2 separate regions of the Triticum aestivum genome follow, and region 1 is linked to region 2. A link is a contact called in public Hi-C data. All regions are on one chromosome and are shown on one strand. The core of a region is the stretch at or near the end of the contact, and the rest is flanking DNA. Distances in the headings are between cores, read along the strand shown.

Region 1 (4,075 bases), core at 216-2,715, 70 kb after region 2:
GCAGAGGCTATGCTCTCGGCACTTGGAGACATGGAACTAAGCTAAGGATGGTAACATCGGAGGCATGAAAACTATGGGTAAGAGCTCGACTACCTCCTTTCACTCGCCGCATCCCTCCTCCTCTTCAACGTTGACCTGTGACACGTCCTCCACTCCATCTCCTTTCTCCTTGTTTTCCTTCTTGGTGACATTATGTGAATGACCGAGGAGGAAATGAAGACACCGGTTTGGATCCCTATCTTCCTCACCGGGCGGAGCAAGGAACATGACGGTGGGTCTGACTGGTCCTCATCCATATCGACCAGCTATGCTGGCAAGGCTCGATTTGGGGTGTGGTGGTTGTTGTTGCCGTCGTGCGACGATACCTGTCGTCCTGATCTGGCCGGTCATGGGTGGGGATTTTGGAGTGGCCGGTCCATCACCCAGATTCGCCCGTTGAGGTGACCACTCTGACATGTAGTGGCCATTGAAAGATCTTCATGAGGGTTCCTCCCCACATTTCTGGTTGTTGACTTTTTGACAATGAGATGTAAACTATGGACGACAACTTTATGCAGATGGATGGTTGTGCTGCAACGACAGTCGCACATCGCATGTAGCTACTGGAAACCTAGAAAAGTGATGACAATAACACATGAGTGACATCGATGGTGGTGCTAATCGATCACCCGATCTTGATCGATCTCGGGGGTGAGGGCCTAGCTTTGACCCGAGTTGGTTATACATGGCAATGACGATATTCTTACGTCATTACCTTATTGAAGACATTGCTCAGTGCCCAGACTTGTTCCTCAGGGTGAAATTTCTGGCCATTATTATTATCTTATCTAGAATTAAAAGCGGATTTCGCTAGAGTATCGGCCACCCTGTTGGCCTCTCCAAAGCAACATAGAAAATTAACACGAATTTTACTCAGTGTGTGCATTATAGCTTTGCAGAGGTCAGTAGTGTGCTTATTGTCTTTGTATTCTTTTGATGTTGTATTTTCTATTTTAAGCTAATAAAATCCATCTTTGGTTGACAAAAAAGTTTTGGGCATCAACTAGAATTGCTCTTAAATATACGATGAGTTATGAGTTAGTTGCTACTACTAGTACTCACATCTCCACATGATATAGTTAATTATATTTAGTAAGACCCCACCATTTTGTAATAATAATTAAATTTAGTAGAAATTGCAGATGATAAGACACTAAAGAAATACGGTACATATCCTGCTGCAACTAAGCTAGCAGCTTCTGAATTGAGGTCAGCCATGACGACAGGGAAATAAACAATTCCCCACGAAATCTTGGACGCAGTATCTATACATGCATAGCTGGATTTGGCAATTGATGATTAAATTAAGGTGGGCCAGGGCTAGTGGAAGGCCATGATTAGTGTGTATTATATTAGCAGCGCGATCTTAGCTTCTTCTTTTAGCACTGGTACGTGTATGACAGTGCCACTACTATTATATTGCCAACAAATCTGATTTAATTAATAGCCGCGGAGTCCAGAAGCGTCTGTTCGGTCTACGGATTCGAGTTGTATAGACTAAATAATTGGGCCCCGAATCTAATCTTACCGGAAATAAAGTTGTCTTGTCGTATACTCCCCGTTTGCGTGAGGGATGAATACCACTGTTCACAACGCAAGGTGTTTTACGCTTTTGTTTACTCGTGTGTAAACTGGTTATTAAAAGATAGGGTGTCTAGAACTCGTCTAGTGGAGAAATAATTTTTTTTAAGGAACAGCAGAGAAATAAATACTATGTTTCATTCACCCGTTTACTGCAGCTCATTTCACTTGGGCGGATCAAAGAGTTGGGAGCACCTATCTAGCGTGGGTCGGCGGACCCTGATCCTATTCCATGCCTTAAGCTGTAGTACTACAAACCGGCGCCCACCCCTCTTCAAGGCATATAAAATTAAATTAGTATTCTATTTTCTTGTTAGTACTCTTCCGAGATTGCTTTTTTTTAGCATCTGTAACCTTTATTATAGTTGGATGTTCATAGGGATACAGATGATATCGGGCGTAGAAACAAGCCACACATGGCGCCCGCTAGACAAAGAAACAGCAGCTTTCGCAAGCGAGTGTGCTTCAAAATTAAACTTCCTATTTTCATGAACAAAGCGAATATTATGAAAAACAGCAGTGCGATGGTTAATCTCCGGGAGTATCGCTGTATATTGGCAAGGAGCTTTCGTCCCGATCTTGGAGATTACCTCAGCGCAGTCCGATGCCACACAAACAGCACTCAAGTTGAGGTCCTCGGCCAGTGAAAGAGCCTCATTGCAGGCTTGCGCCTCTAACGAGGATGGGTCCGTAAGGCCGTCAAAAACTCTCGCTGATGCTCCCAAGAAAGTTCCCGCCTTGTCTCGGCAAACGACCGCCGCGGCCCCTCTTCTGCCACATCTTGACACCCCACCATCAGCATTAATTTTCACATCGAAATCGGCTGGGGGAATCCATGACGATCTAATCACTCTGGCCCTTGCATTATGAGCTGTTACATGCAAGTCCTTGTGTATCGCATGTCAGTCCTTGGCCGGGCGCCGCTTGCTGTCCGCCACCAAATCAAGATCTTCCAGGAACTTTTTGACAAAAACCGAGGTGCTTAGGGGGCTTTGGAATTGATCGTCATGGATAGCACGTCGTCTCGCCCACCATATGGCCCACAACGTAACCAGAACTTGAACTACCTCCTCCTCTGGTAAAGTATCAAGCAGCCAAAACATCCATAATCTTGCATCTTCCGTTCGGTTTGAGATAGCAACTTCAGTCAGTTCCTCCTCGGCTAAAGCCCACACACAGCGGGACATATGGCAATCAAATAAGGAGTGTCTCCAGGAATCGGTAGCCGCGTTGCATATCGAACACGCTGGCGTATTTGTCATTTTTCTGTGATTTCGGACATCTCCAGTTGGGAGCGAAGTCTTGGCTAAACGCCAAGCAAACACCTTAATCTTGGATGGGATCCTCAGGTTCCAAAGTTTTCCCCAATATTTCCTGTCCTCATCGCCATGAGAGTGGCTCGGATTATGCTCCAGCCAATCCGTTCTCTGCTGTTTCGCTGAGGCTAGAAGTCGACAGGCGGACCGAACTGAAAAAACATCCCTCCTATCATAGTGCCAGGCCCAGAAGTCATCTTGAGCTCGAGTACTCAATGGAATGTTCAGAATCGCCTCCCTGTCCATCGCATAAAAGTATTCATTTAGTACAGCAATATTCCAGCAAGCATTGCTATGGTCAATCAAATCCGATACAAGCTGCGGAGGGACTGAAATATTTGGACACACCGGCCTCAACTTGTGATCCCAGGGTATCCAATTGTCATGCCAGATGTTCGTTTCAATTCCTGTTCCGATCCTCTTAATTATGCCCAATTTGAGAGTATCCCGACCTTCATGTATAGATCTCCAGATCTGGGATGGTTTGCTCCCCAGCTCGGCTTCCAGAAAGTTGCGGTCAGGGTAGTAAACTGCCTTGAGTATACGTGCACTGAGGGAGTCAGGTTCTTGCAGTAAACGCCATGCTTGATGAGCCAGTAAGGCTAAATTGAACAGCTCAATGTCACGGAACCCCATACCTTCCATAAACTTGGGCTGAGTCATCACCTCCCATGAGACCCATGCAGTCTTGCTCTCACCCTTCTTGGAGCCCCATCAAAACTTACGGAGCAGGCCATTGATGTGTAGGCACAAACCCCTCGGAAGCTTGAAACACGCCATAGAATATGTAGGTATTGCTTGTGCAACTGACTTAATAAGAACCTTTTTTCCTCCGACTGAGAGTGCCTTTTCCATCCAACCTTGAACCTGCTTCCAAATCCTATCTTTCAGGTATTTGAAAGAGCCCACCTTAGCTCTCCCAACATCTGATGGGAGGCCTAGGTATTTCTCTCACAGCTTTTCATTTTGGACATCGAGAACTTGCATGACATTCTTCCTCAAGACATCCGAACATCCCTTGCTAAAGAAAATAGAAGACTTCTCTTTGTTAATTCGTTGTCCAGATGCTTCACAATATTTCTGGAGCAACACATTTACTCGCTCCGCCATTTCCGGTGTAGCATCAAAAAAGAGCAAGC
Region 2 (4,266 bases), core at 1,415-3,914:
TTTATCCCTGTTGCTTACAAAGGAATAAAAACCAATAACAGCTGACTGCAAACTAGAGGACTCCTTGTATTTGTAAACAAGGCATATCCTAGCAGTCATGTTTAGACTTTGCTGCTAGGTATGAGGTTATAGCACTGCGTTGAAAATATTAAAAATTTGCATGATGCATGTGAGATATTGTCGATGCAAATGCACGGGCTATTAACAACATCGTGGTGTGTCACATTATGCACTTTATGCCGTGGATTTTATTTTTTTTCAAAAGGAGGGTGAACGCCCTTGGCCTCTGCATACTGAATGTAGTGGATAGACATAGGGAGGAATAACTTACATTTTTGGATGGCACTTGGCAAATATTTGTTGACATGATATCTTCAGCAGCTGCACCATATCCTGAGTCATAAATATCTTCCAGATCTTTCGTTGTCCCACAAGAAATCTCCTTGAGCATGTCACTATAACTCTTGATCATAAAGCCTCCATTGTTTGAACCAAATCCAATCTCATGTGCAGATTTTTCATTGTGGTTCCTTGATCTTCCTAAATTGAAATCCCATATCTGCAGATAGCAAGCAGTGAACTGTCAGGGCTTTCCACAATAAGCACATTCCAGAATAAGATTGACGAAAGTCAGAAGATTTTGAAGCATATCCAATTATAAGGAAGTGATTCCTACAAACCTATCCTTTTGCCGATGCAAACTCTACAAGCAAACACAGGCATACCGAATACTATTATCAGGTAAATGGAAACTGTATAGATAGCAATGTCGATGTAGTCAGCAGACTGAATAAATACTGTTCACCATCAGGCGATGTATTCCATGTTCAAAAAGTCAAATACTCAGAAGAATCTAGTAACGTGCCAAATCATACAAGGTACACTTCTTCATATCGCGATAGCAACACGCCAACACCAGCTCAGAAAGTCCAGTCTAATTTGCACTGTTGGTAGAGGAGAAAACACCATTCATTATCAGCCAACCTGCGCATTCAGTGTCCTAAAACAACCCGATCCATGAGCTTCCATGGCAACTGCATTCTACTCGCCTTTCAAGTTGAAAGACCCGTGCCATAAATGGTGAGCGAATAAAGGGCAAATTTATCTCTACTCAAAACTAGTGAAATCAATCACTTCTCTGGCTGACAAAATCTAGGACAAAACTAGAGCCTGATTGTCCGTGAGAACCACAGGAGTGGAGACCCTCAGGTCACGTACAAAGGAATGGACGCTAAATTCCGATGACTTTGGAACTGGCACCTTATTATTCATCTGAACGCCAATAGGTTTTCCATGACCTACCAGAGATCATGAATTCATGATTGCATTCCATGATCTGAATGATCAATGGATTAACCGGGAACTGCACAAAGTGGCAACGAGCATGTAGCCTTCAACAAACCTGTTTGATGATCTATTGTTGTTTGCTCAGAAAATTAAGATCAGAACATTTGTCGTGACCGAGTAGTGTTACAAAACATGTGATGTTAATGTGTGTTTGGCTACCACGATGCAGCTACCTGAAGGCAATGCAACTAATTTAGTCACTCATAAAGACGCCAACAAAACATCTGATTAGTACAATTGACATGTAAATTGTCTGAATACCAACAATTGATTTATTTGTTTGCATATCATTCTCATGTTTTTTTTACCTGGGTGGGTGGCACTGATGAGGGTGGGGCGAACTCCCATCGAAGTTGCTCTTCGTCGTCATCACGGAGGCGGTCGTTGCCGATAAGCTCGGCGCAGTGAGCTGACGGCATCATCAGCAGGGACGTGTACGGACACGGCACCTCCGGAGCAGGAGGCAGCGGTGGGGGAGCTTGCTTGTCAGGCAAGCGCCCGCTAGCCCCGGCGGAGGACCGACGAGGAGTCCTGGGGCTCAGATCCGAGTACCCCTGCGGCTGCGACGTCTCCGTCTCTCGCCGCGCCATCTCCGCGAGCTGGTGGCACAGCGCTTCCCCCTTGAGGGGCCGGCCGCCGCCTGCCGAGACGGCCACCTCCGGCGGGTTGCAGGGCACGTAGAGGTCGCGCATCTCGGGGTCAACCAGCATGGAGTAGTCCAAGGACGAGAAGAAGAAGGCGTCCTCATCCTCTTGGTCGCCGCCGCCGCCGAGGCCGCAACCGAACGCGGCGGCGCCACCGGCGCCAGGGAGGAGGTCGACGCCCCACGACGCGGCGAGCTCGGACGCCGCGGGGCAGCCCGCGAACCCCTCCACGGGCACGCGCGCCGCGCCCTCGCAACCTCCGTCGCAATCCGCGCAGAGGAACGCCGGCTCGCCTCCCCCGGCCGCCACGCGCGCAGCCGCCGGGCGGGCCGCGCACCCGGCGCAGAGCGGCGCGCGCACGTGCTTCCGCGAGAGCGCGTTGGCGGCGTGCACGTGGCGGTCGCACGCCACGCAGAGCCGCGCCGCGTCGGCCCGGCAGTGCAGCGCCGCCGCCGCCTCCCCGCAGTAGTCGCACGGCCAGGGCTGCCTCGCCCCTCCGTTGTCCTTCATGGCCAGCGCCCGGCACGCCACGCCACACCACCCGAGCAGAGAACCCCGCGATGCCGGAGGGAGGAGGGGCGGCGGAGGTGGGTCAAAAGGCGGGAGAGCGAGAGGGTCTACCGCTTCTTATCGCCGCGCGCTTTAGCTTATGCAATCCGAAGCGAGGCTGCGACTGCGAGGGTATGGGAGAAAGCGAGGGAGAGGAGGAGGAGGAGGAGGCCGATCCGCTGCGCCGTGCCGAACACCGAGAGCACGGCATTCTCTTTCCACGTGCCGCGCCATGATTTCGCTGAGGTGGCGGGCCTCGGACGTGGGACCGGCTGGGCAGTGAGTTAGCAGTGTCGGAAAATATCTAGCGGAGCTCGCTGAGGTGACGGGCTGGGGAGGGGGCTGGGACGCTGACACGGTGGGGCATGAGTAGTGGGTCCCGGTAAGGTGGAAAGAACTAGGAATCCTAAACTGCTGAGAAAATCACAATTTTATTTTGGGGAGAAAATGGCGATTAAAGCAAGCTCGCACATGGAGCTTATGATCTCGAGCTCAGGTGCAGCCTTATGAATAGTGAAAAACTCTGAATGTTTTTTATAATAACTATGCTCTTATATTTCTTTACGGAGGAAGTATTGTTGAGTGTTCTATGTAGTGTAAATGTTCGTGAAAACCAGCATTAGGAATGTTTTTTAATTAAAATTTAGATGTATGCAGAACATTCAACAATATTTGCTGTAAAGAAGTTCGGATTTTTTTTTTTGGCTTACAAAAAAAGTTCAGATTTTTTTTCAAAATTTGCCCTTTTTTACGATCAGAAGAGCAGTAAACCAGCATTAGGAACATTTTACAAGTCTTTTTTAAAATGGTAACTTGATGCTGAGGAGCAGTAAAGATGCATCGGAAGAAAAAAATATGTTTTCTCTTTATTAAGAAATGATATTTTTGTAATAATATCTCATCATATATTTAGAAATATCTAGTTACTAATAAGACTAAGAGATAAGTAATGGTTCATAATATTGTTATTGTTATCTCTAGGTTGCATGGCAGGTTTAAGATAAGACATTATTAAGCACTATACATGCCATAATATGCATGTTAAGCTATTGCGGCTCGTCGTTTTCTTAAAACAATTGTAGCAGGTGTGCCTTATTTGCAGCCTCGAAAAATCGTTTTGGGGTGTGCTCCATAATATTTGAAGGCTGTGAAAGTTGTGCGCAAGCAGAGGCCCATGACTCGAATTCGATATTTTGCAGATCCATTTGTCAATGTCTATGTTCTTTCCGCACATAAAGAAATTGGACGTTGCATTGAAAATTATATTGCATTGTTGAACATCACATGGAAATCGAAATTGACCTAGACCGACAAATAAAAGTTGACCTAGAATGACTAATCAAAATTAACAGAGCAACTTGAAACATGATTTTATTTCATCAGCTTCCTCCTCTGTTTGAAAGTGTCCTCACGTGAAGACGAGGCTTCAAGTGCTTCCACATGTGCTTTGATGTGGTCGAGGTACCATTAGGCTTCTTGGGTGCGGGCGAGGGACACGGTCTTGTAGCCATAGTGATTGTGGCTTCTACTTCATCCAAGATGGCTTCCATCACACAGGAGAGGTACCGGCGGGAAGCAGGGAGACGCTTGGCCCAAACGCCTAATTCAATCTCTCGGAACACGGTGGCTTGGACCCATCATAGTAATTCCTAGAACTTTCGTTCGATGCGCTCCTCTTCGATCTTGTTGAGGAAGGTCCATGAGAAGGGTCCGAGCGTGACATAAC

The links. A called contact is a pair of places that touch in the nucleus more often than the background predicts.
Region 1: a Hi-C map of leaf shows a contact between it and region 2, with 3 times the contacts expected there. The contact joins the enhancer-like site here to the promoter of LOC123158040 in region 2. A contact is called at or near these places in 4 of 5 Hi-C or Micro-C datasets (leaf and an unstated tissue).

What each region holds. Positions count from the first base shown.
Region 1 is chr7B:234,609,901-234,613,975 of IWGSC CS RefSeq v2.1, forward strand. No RefSeq gene overlaps it. Among protein-coding and RNA genes, the nearest start is that of LOC123156726, 17 kb to the right of the region's middle. Within about 2 kb of position 1,466, at least 2 of the 8 cell types and tissues checked have an H3K27ac peak or open chromatin away from gene starts, as enhancers often do. A contact at or near this core is called in leaf, where this site is marked.
Region 2 is chr7B:234,539,070-234,543,335 of IWGSC CS RefSeq v2.1, forward strand. LOC123158040 (zinc finger protein CONSTANS-LIKE 14) reads right to left here and starts at 2,665. Exons shown (of 4, transcript XM_044576183.1): 1 at 1,656-2,665; 2 at 332-559. The coding sequence starts at 2,501.